Regions from separate parts of the Mus musculus genome. Here region 1 is linked to region 2. The links are chromatin contacts, called in public HiChIP or PLAC-seq maps. All regions are on one chromosome and are shown on one strand. The core of a region is the stretch at or near the end of the contact, and the rest is flanking DNA. Distances in the headings are between cores, read along the strand shown. Region 1 overlaps Dennd4a (DENN/MADD domain containing 4A). Region 2 overlaps Megf11 (multiple EGF-like-domains 11).

The links. HiChIP or PLAC-seq counts read pairs in DNA pulled down with a chosen protein or histone mark.
Region 1: a contact with region 2 is called in an H3K4me3 HiChIP or PLAC-seq map of bone marrow-derived macrophages, with 4 times the contacts expected there. The contact joins two enhancer-like sites. A contact is called at or near these places in 3 of 115 datasets of contacts at active chromatin or transcription factors (bone marrow-derived macrophages, effector CD8 T cells and epiblast stem cells) and 3 of 9 other capture datasets (adipose tissue, liver and pancreatic islet).

What each region holds. Positions count from the first base shown.
Region 1 is chr9:64,912,780-64,917,867 of GRCm38.p6, forward strand. It overlaps Dennd4a (DENN/MADD domain containing 4A), which reads left to right. Exons shown (of 35, transcript NM_001162917.1): 35 at 4,180-5,088. The coding sequence ends at 4,316. Among named protein-coding and RNA genes, the nearest start is that of Gm39361, 18 kb to the right of the region's middle. Within about 2 kb of position 1,307, at least 40 of the 459 cell types and tissues checked have an H3K27ac peak or open chromatin away from gene starts, as enhancers often do. A contact at or near this core is called in bone marrow-derived macrophages, where this site is marked.
Region 2 is chr9:64,701,463-64,706,557 of GRCm38.p6, forward strand. Megf11 (multiple EGF-like-domains 11) reads left to right here. Exons shown (of 25, transcript NM_001134399.1): 24 at 4,265-4,471; 25 at 5,065-5,095. Among named protein-coding and RNA genes, the nearest start is that of Gm36311, 18 kb to the left of the region's middle. Within about 2 kb of position 2,034, at least 147 of the 459 cell types and tissues checked have an H3K27ac peak or open chromatin away from gene starts, as enhancers often do. A contact at or near this core is called in bone marrow-derived macrophages, where this site is marked.

The sequences.
Region 1 (5,088 bases), core at 57-2,556, 210 kb after region 2:
CTATAAAAACTGTACAAAACACACTATACAGCATATTGTAGATTTTAAAGGGTTTTCAGTGGTGGTCTTAATTATTATATCTTTGCATTAACTTATTAGAAAAATTAATCTTTTTTAGCAACTCTTTAAGATGTATTATTTTTTAAATGATGTGTATGTGTTTATCTGTATGTAGATTTGTACACGTGAGCGCAAGTGCATGGCAGCAGAGTCATGCTAATGTGTAGTGGGCCCGTGTGCATGCTAGTGTGTAGTGGATCTGTGTGCATGCTAGTGTGTAGTGGGCATGTGTGCTATAACTGGTTGCTCAATCAGACCATGCGTCGAGTATGCCGTGAGATTGTTGTTGCAGTTGTTGTTTGTTTGTTTGTTTGTTTTTTGAAACAGTTTCTCTGCAGCCTTGGCTGTCTTAGAACTAAGTAGACCAGTCTGGCCTTAAACTCAGAGATCTGCCTGCCTCAGGCTCCCAGGTGCTGAGATTAAAGGTTTATACCACCACTCCCTGACAGTTGAGTGTAGTATTTTAAATTAACACTTTAAGAACAGACTTATTTAGTTAGAAGAAAGTAATGGACTCATACAGAAGATGGCAATGGGCAAGTTGTTTTAAGGCCTCAGACTTAAAAGCTTCTGCTATTAGGGCTGGTTAGAGATCCCAGTGATTAAAGGCATGTGGGCACCATGCCTGATGACCTAAGTTTGAGCCCTAGAAATCAATGGTAGAAGGAGAGAACCAAGGCCTGCAAGTTGTTCTGTGACCTAAGCATAAGAGCTGGCATGGTGCCCAGTGGGTAAAAGCACTCGCCATGCCACGCATGATGGCCTGACTTCTATCCCTGGGGCCCATGGTGAAAGAGAGAACTGACTCCCAAAAGATACCTTCTGCCTCTACATGTGCACATCATAACACACACACACATACATACACCCAACAACAACAGCAACAATAATCAGCCTTTAAAAGTCTGTGCTAAGTAAATACAGCTGGTGAGATGGCTCAGCAGTGACGAGCACTGCTGTCGTCCCAGAGGACCAGTGTTCAGTTCCCATCACCCATGTCAAGCAACACACAACCACATGTAACTCTAGCTCCAGGGGGTCAGTGCCCTCTTCTGACCCCCATGCTCTCCCACACACATGCACACAGATACAATCATACCATACAGTCACACCACACATACTCAAAAATAAAAATAAAATAAATCTTTATGTGAGCCATCGCACATGGGTTCTGGAATCTGAATGAGCAGCAGGCATATTTAATAACTGAACTGTCTTTCTAGCCTCTCACCCTTCAAAATACAATCAATACCTTCAAAAGACAAAGCTACAATCAGGGAACACTGGACTATGGACCTTGCTAGTCACCGAGTTGAAATAAAGTTGAGAAACTTTGGATGAGTTCCAATAGAAATATAAACATTGAAAATCAAGAGCCAAGTGATGGAGAAGGCTAGAGGAAACACCTGGGCTGAGTCCATAGTTTTGTTTGTAAACAAATATTTTATGTCCTGACCTACCCTTACAATTAAAAATAAGTGTTTCATATTATAAGCAGAAAACTTGGAGCAGAATGCTGTGAATATTTGCTTTTTTTTTTTTTTTTTTTTTTTTTGGTTTTTCGAGACAGGGTTTCTCTGTGTAGCCCTGGCTGTCCTGGAACTCACTTTGTAGACCAGGCTGGCCTCAAACTCAGAAATCTGCCTGCTTCTGGAATATTTGCTTTTTATTTTAATAATTTGAAACACTGGAAACTTAAAACTAAGAAATTTGACAAATTTTTTTAATATTTAATTTAAAAAATGATTGTACAGAGATGTACATCTACACAGATGCCCAGGGTTACTGCATGCACTCAGGCTTCTGCACAAAACATTTGTGACAGTCCCAGAAACCAAAATGGGGGAAAGTCCAAGTAGAGATGGAGAAGTAGATGTGCTAACACATGGGAGGCTGAGGCCAGAGGGTCACACGTTTAATCATGACCAGCCTAGATTGGATCTGAATCTGAAAGTGAAAACTGCCAAAAGAAAACAATGAAAATACAGTGAGTGCTTCAACACGCAGCACATACGGTCTTGGGTATACTTAGCAAAAGGAACCACACAGGAAGTCACATGTGTATGCTTGAAAGTGTGTGAAGTATCCAGATAGAAAATAGATCTGCGATTTCTAGTGCCTAGGATAAGGGAAAGAATGGAAAATTGCTGCCAACTGCTTTTGAAGGGTTTTCATATGATGAAATACTCTGGAATTAGAGAGTGGGGATGCCTGTTCAATCTTGTGAATATATAAAAAGCAAAACAAAGAAAAACAGCCACGCTCAGTTTGACTGAGTTACACACTGGTGAATTGTACATATGGAAAGTATATTTCAAATTTACATAACTTTTCTGACCAAAAAAGAAGAGTCATAAAATATTTAAGGAAGTATTCATTAGTTGGCTTTCCCCTGTAGAAGCCCATATTACTATGGAATGGACAGTGCAAACAAGAGCTAGAAAAGTTGGAAGGACTGAATAGAGTCTAGAAAGAGACATGGACATCTGTGGGGAAAGAAAGTACCTAGTAAAACCAGCTGGGAAAGGCAGAGTTTTACATGAGTTTCAGTCACTGAAGCCACGGGGAGGACACTAGAACCTGGGGAAATGAAGACTGTGTCCTTTGAGCAAGGCTTTTTAACTAATGAGACAGAAAGGGTACCGAGAAACAGCACTCAGCTTGCACTTACCATCCCTTTATGTTCTACCCAGTGGAACCCCAGAATATATGCAGACTTTACTCTTGCCCTCTGCCCAGGGGCATTCATTAAATGTCCAAAGAAGACTGTACTTGATTGTGTTGTTGGCTGTCACTCTACACGAGTCACCACTGGGCACCACTGTGGCACATTTCATAAGGCAATATGGATGTCTTCATCTACCCACCGCAGAATTATGAGACCTGAGTAAAGTCCAGGCATAACTCATAGCTCGTTTATATCTCCAGGGGTTGTTTAAAGTGAGCTGGACCTGTGGTACAGGCCTATAATCCCAGTCACCCAGGAGGCTCAGGCAGGAGGATTGCAAATTCAAGACCTGCCTTGTCTTCAAAGTCACTTCAAGTTAGTCTGGGAAATGAAGAATAAAACTGTAACAGAATGAAAAGTTTAAGAAGGGCTAGGGGTGTGGCTAAGTGTCACAGAATTTGCTTATCATGTACAAGGTCCTTAGGGTCAACCTCCAGTGCTGCCAAAACAATAGAGCAACGGTAATGGTTATAAAGCCACAGTCTTTTCATAGGAACGCTACCTGTTTCCTATGAGAAAGAAGGAGAAGTCGCTTCAGGATGATATCTGAAGATACATGGCTGTGCGTGATAACACATGCCTACAGTCCTAGTTCTCAGAAGGCTGAGATGCTATGAGTTACAAGCCAGCTTGGGCTGCAGAGTAACTCTAAGGCCAGCCTATGCTACACTGAAAGACAATAATCTGAAAAAGATTAAAATATTAAAATCTACACTTTCCCACCAAGTCCTCAAACTAAGTAGGAAACATAGATAAAAACACACAAATTCCAGGTAGAGCTAAAATTTTTACTAAAAAAAAATTAAATCTCAAAAAAATGGATATGGATCCTTCCTTTTCTTAAGTTTGTTTTGTTGGGAAAAATCACCATGATTTTTTTCTCTTTCTTGATGTTAGGAATTAAACCAGGGGCTTCAGCCAGGTACAGTACAAGGGCAAGCGCTCCACCATGAGCCGTTTTCCCAGCACTCGTTCCTTATTTTGACACAGGTTCTTCTTGAACTTGTACTGAAGCCCAGGCTGGCCTTGCGCCATCTTCTTGCCTTAGCCTCCCCAGGTCCTTGACTGCACTGTAACAGGCACTGTTCCATTGCCCACTCTTAAACCGTGTTACTGCCCATGAAGGGCAAATTACAGCAAATATGTGTGTGGTTTTCAGTGGTTGTTAACACTGATGTTTGATCAAAATTGCTATTTGCTACCTAGCCCATGCTTAGCACTCGAAGGCTCCCCTTCTGCAGGTTCTGTAGTCATGAGCCTGTGGATCTCAGAAGCACCCTGGAGATGCATTCTTGGCCCCTAACCTTGTGGTTTTGTTATATTATAGCAACTTGACTCTGGTCGATATCAGACATCAATTTCTTGTTGTATTTCTTAACCCCATTTTGCAGATGCATTTGACAAAGAATACAAGATGGCTTATGATCGTCTCACGCCGAGTCAAGTCAAGAGTACACATAACTGTGACAGGCCACCAAGTACTGGAGTGATGGAATGCCGAAAAACCTTCGGAGAACCTTATCTTTAAGACGTGTGTGTATATGTATACATTCAATATATATTGTATAGTCAGTGTACAGAGTAACACTTTTAGACTCTAAACTCCACTTTTTGAGAATGCATTTGTAAATGGATTAGAAAGTTCAGGTGACTTTGTACAGAATGCTTTTGTGGGACAACAGTGACAGACAGGGAGAGAGCCACTTACTTACCGTTTGTTTCTTCTTTATCAGCCCTGTAAAGTAATTACATACTCTATGATGAGGAAGTCTCTTTTAAAAATGGGTAGCCACAAAATTAGACTGTCTTATGGTTTCTCATGGAAAAGACAGGTGGGAAAATCATGTACAGAGCGTAGGCAAAGATGTCAGATCAGAGTGTGTCCTGCTTTCGTGAACCGTTCATGGACAGTTCACGCTTTCGCCATGAAGTTCTATTATACATATTTTAAATTGTTTATAGTAAGTTGATATTTTTTTAATTTTTAAATTTAATATAGCAAACTTAAAATGACTTTAAACTTATGAAACAAGTGTTTATTTTCTTTGTGTCTGCTCTTTGAAGTAATTAGCACAGCTGCAGATCTCTATGTATATCTACCTATATTTTTTTTATTACTTGAGAGGAAGAACTTTAACTCGTCAGTGCTAGTGTCTGTGCCCTTGGATTGCACGCTAGCTCCCCTGAATCTGACTGGTGAGAGGGACTGAGGGAGGCATGGTGTGAGCCCTGTGCAGGGAGTGCCAGGCAGGGCACCTGCGCCATGCTCACCAGTCTCTTCTACTACGAAGATGCGAAAG
Region 2 (5,095 bases), core at 784-3,283:
GGCAAGTTTCTGAGGGTTCTGCCTTAAACCATCCAAATGGAGGCAAACATCATTTCAGTGAGGTTGCCAACAGAAGAGCAATTGTACTACTGAGTCATTGTGACCCAAAGCCTCAGTTTCTTTCTCAGAGTGGAATGGGGACAACACAGCTCTTCCAGGGTCTTTGAGGCTTTGAAAAGAAGTATGACTCAATGGAGAAGAGCTCAGACAGGCCCTGAGATTAGCATCCAAGCACACTTCCCCATACACCTTGTCATACTGTGCATGGTGTTTCGGGTAACTACTTTTAAACTCTAAACCATAAATGTAAAACAAAGCCAATGAAAGCCAGTCTCTGCCTTCATCATTGCATTCCTGTCTTATGGGATCATCTGAGTGCATGGGAGGCTCTCACAGGCAAGCAGCCAGATTTGTCACTGCTTCTAATCAGCTTTTAAATTAGAGAGAACTGTGTAGGCAAATGTACCATCAAGTGCTGGGAGCCAACATGACACAGTAAGAGTTCAAAGAGAGGCAAGTGAAATACTAGTGTACAACTTTATAGAAAAGCTTATAAAACACATGGAACAATCCTACCTGGTGGCTAAATTCCCAAACATCTGGATCAGCTATTTCATGTCACCAATTTAAACTATTTCCTAAAGCATCAAGGGCAAGGCCAAACTCAGGACTAATTAAAGAGTCTGGATGTTTTCCAAACTGTGAGGGACAGAGGAGGGCGCAGAGAATGAGATGATCTGGGTTCTAGTTCAACTGCATGGTGCTCACTAGACACAGTAGTATCTGTGGGTCTTGGCTTCCTCCTCTTTAAAAAGCACAGTTATAATAGCACCACCGCTAAGGCCCCTTACAACTCTGATGGTTTAAAAGCCCTAACTCGGGTAGCATCCACTTTTTTCTCTGTAACTGGGAACTCTGTCACCCTGAGAGGTTGAAGGAGACTGCTGACACAGCTAATCACCTTCCTCCCTTCCACAATATGACTGTACAATAAACTGTCTAGGGTCCAATTCCTTGTCTGTCATGCTTTCAAAGTGTGACAGAAAAGAATTCACTTCTCTTCACCTTCCATCTGGGGATCCCTGAGCTGCACTGTCATCCCCCCAGCCTGTGCTCCCTTGCCACCTCAGCTCCATGCCTCTCCAAGTAATTTTGGTTTCTCAGACATTTAGAAGCCACTAACATCCTGAAAACTCCTTTTGTGGCTGGCCAGTATTCTCTGGACTTCAGATCCCCTGTCCCATCCCTCCTCATATCCTCTCTCTCATTGAAGAGAAGAATGCAAACTTAACCCTAAGGACAGAACCAGCAGGCATCCTATTGATAGCATTAGCTCAGAGGTGAGCAACAGATACTTAATGCCTGGGTTTCCACATACATTTGAATAAATTGGGGCTTAAAAAAGATAGCAAGCCTCAATAGGTTCAGAACATCCATAGAGCAACTTTGGGAAGTCATTTCCTCTCTAGTCTTGTGCTTCCTCAAAAACTAAAGATGTTCATTTCAGAAACCCATTCTGACTGTGATAATATGCATGACTACGTATGGTCCAGAGGAGGAAATAAGGAGAGTAAATGCAGGGGCACTTGGAGCACTGCAGGCTTCCCCTTTCTTTGCACAGTGCCCAGACAGGAAGGCACTGGAGTGGGCGTGTCTGTGAAAGGATGAGGAAGTATTCTAGCCCAGCTGGTTATTTTTCCCCACACCCTGCCCTCATAGCAGGCAGGTGGATGACTCAACCAGAGAAAAGCTTGGCTTCCTGAAGCTGAGTTTCCCAGCTTGCCTTGCCCCATCTCCTCCAGTTCTCAGGAAAGATGGGATAATCCAGCAACCACCACTCTCCATGGAGTTTTCCATCCTGTCTTGGCCTGCAAACCTTGAGAAGACCCTTGGCCCTGAGCACAGTTCCCTACTCCAGCTCCCATTTAGCTCAGGAAAAGGAATACACAAAAATGGATACAGGCTAACATTTAAAAGTTATTCAAATATATGGAGAATCCCACTGTTTCCCTTTCCAGTGAAAATACAGCTGGGTGAGGCTCTAAGGCTCTAAGTCAGTCAGTCATTAAGCTGGAAGCATAGCCTTTCCTCTCAGCAGGCCTTGGTATTGCTAAGAAGGATAAACTGAAGCAGCCATAAAGAGCTTAGGTAACTAGATCTCCTAGGGGGGGTGGGGGGAATCTTGATTTTCAGATAAGATAGTGGTTGAGTCCTAAGCACTGAGCATTAGACTAACAAATAGCTTTGGTTTCCTCATTTCTAGACAGTAATAGCAGTCCTGTCCTACCCAGGGCCTCACCCCCAGCTTCCCAAAGTACTAAGTTTCTTTCTGTTTGGTTTGAGACAATGTCTCTCACTATAAATAAAGTCCTGGCTAGCCTGGCTGTGATCCTAGCTGGCCTTAAACTAAGATATTTGCTAGCCTTTGCCTACCAAATTATGCCTCCCAAATCACACCCAGCACCTATGCTTCAAATAACCTAACTGGAATGAAGGTCACTCATTCCAGTGCTACACAAAATAAGCTATCCCTCAATTCCACAAGGTATGCAATCAAGCCTTGAGCCTCTCTCACTGCCTGATGAGTTTAGATCAACCATACTGGAACTGACTGGGAGGCTCTCAGGCTTATATCACTCCCCTGTACTAAGGAAGAACTGAGAGGCAAACTAAGGTAGATGGTTTGAGGCAAGTCACAATGCAGGACCCAGGGCACCTTCTTCTATGTAGGCAGGCATCTACCAGCAGAAGTAGAACCTATTTACCTACCTTTCAGTCCTAGCTAGAACTGGCTGAGAATGTTTGTTATCTAGCAAGAATGCTTTTTCCTGAGTCAGGTGCTACAAAGGTCAGCCTTATACCAACCAGACTGAAGCCAACCTCTCTTCCAACATGTTAGCTCAACTGGGACGATACTTTGTTACTGAGAGGCAGTGGGACCCTGAGGAGTTTACTTTCCCACTCTAAGTTTCAATTTCTTCATAAGCACTGAGTAGGGAGAAAGGGGAAAGTGACTGATCTACCTGTGCCACAGCTTTCTGAACTCGCAGAAAACAGTTGAATGCACTTCTACACAAAACCAAGGAGCTGTTGCCTGCTCGAACAGGAGCTCCCTACTTTTCAGAACTGCTCTTCATCTGGCCTGCTGTAGAACAGACACTCGGGGTGGCACACATCACAGTTACTTCAGCCAATTGCACAGCCAGTTCCCCTTGCGTCATATGACTTTCACTGTTTAACATTCACAGTAAAGTCACAAGGTGGGGCTGGGAGCTTAGTAACAATAGCATGAAGTGTAAACTGTGGTGGTTGTCTAGAAGATTCCCTAAGAATTTCACCAACTGACTTTCACAGACATTTAGAGGTGAGAGGGCTCTTAGGTCACACTTGACTGTCAAGCTCCAGCCATTCAGGTTATTTCCAGACACCTTGCCTCACAGCTAAGGGTCACAACTGTTAGATTCATTTATTGTTTTTTCCAGTCAAGTCCTAGAATTCGTAGACAAATCATTACCCTCAAAGGGAAGGAGAGTAGCAATTGAAGGAGGGACTCCCTTCTTCTCTGTGACTCCAAGTCACTAAGGGACCATCACTTCATCTCATGTTGACATCACTCTGCACTCACTGGACTGGGTGAGATGAGCTGAGACAAAACTACATTTCAAGGGCCAACCTGAGACTGGGACTTTTTACAGCTGTTACTTCAGTTAGCCCACTGGAAGCATGAGCTCCTGGAAGGCAGGGATGCTGCTATTTGCTTAAGGCTGCTAAACTGTTGACATTCACACTGAAAGACATAGACGCTGCTGCTTCTGAATCAAAGCCTCTAGTCGCCAGGACTTGGAAGAATGATAGTACAGAAAATATGGGGCAAAGACGTCCCAGAGCATAGATTTAAGTTTTGGCTCTGCAGTGCTTAGCACCCTAGCCAAGTTACTGTACCTGTCTGGGCTTCCACCCCCTATGAGGCCAGAGAGCATTTGTATAAGTCAGTGATACATGTAAAAATACACTGTGAATATCCTGAGCTATTATCTAATGACAATAACCAGCCATTTTCTTGTCCTCCAAAAACATGTTTTTTGAGAAAAGAATGCCTGAAAAAGCATACCTTAAGATATTTAATAAGATTTAATCTTTTAGTATGACTGTCTTCTCCAGCCCCAGGATCCTGAAAGCACACAAAGTTAACTGATGTCTATTTCTGGTATTTAAATGAATCCTATGTCCTTGCTTGTCCTAAGAAATCTCTCTTGCCTTGCAGATTACATGAAAGAATCTGTGTGCAGTTCTAGCACTTGCTCCTTGAACAGCAGTGAAAACCCTTACGCCACAATTAAGGACCCACCCATCCTCACCTGCAAGCTTCCAGAAAGCAGTTATGTAGAAATGAAGTCACCTGTGCACTTGGGGTCTCCGTACACAGATGTGCCATCCTTGTCGACATCTAATAAAAATATATATGAAGTTGGTAGGTGTCTCACATAACTTAGCAAAACCAGGGCAACAGTGCAGCATCTCAAGTGAAAACAAGCCCTCCTCCACACACTCTATCTCCATACCACATCCTTCTGTTTGGTTGCATTTGAAGGAACCTGAGGAGAAACTTTGTCTCAGGGTTGCCCTTCCCTCTAATGCAGGAAACCAGAATCTTGTGCCACCTTGCTTACAAATCACAACTGATAAAAGTAGAAACTGTGAGGGTGGAGAGCCAGTATACAACACTTCGACTACTGTTAATACAAATCCAAAGCGGAAAACGAAAACAATCAGAATGGCCGTTTACAAGTTTCTAAATCACTTCTTAAACCTCCCCCAGTAAGACCCACACCTCTAGGATGTCTTGAATCTCTTGTTGTTGAGCAAACTAGGATTCTGGCAGTACACTGTCTTAGGTTTTTCCCTCTCTTAAGCAAGCCTCCATCCTAATCCTCCTGGATTTGTCAGATGTATACATATACCCACAGTTTTTCTCCCCAACAAGTTAAATAGAACTTTCTTCCCTCCCACCAAGGCAACAATGCTAATCTATTCTCTGAACTCATTTTTCACTATATTCCTTAGAGCCCACAGTCAGTGTGGTCCAAGAAGGCCG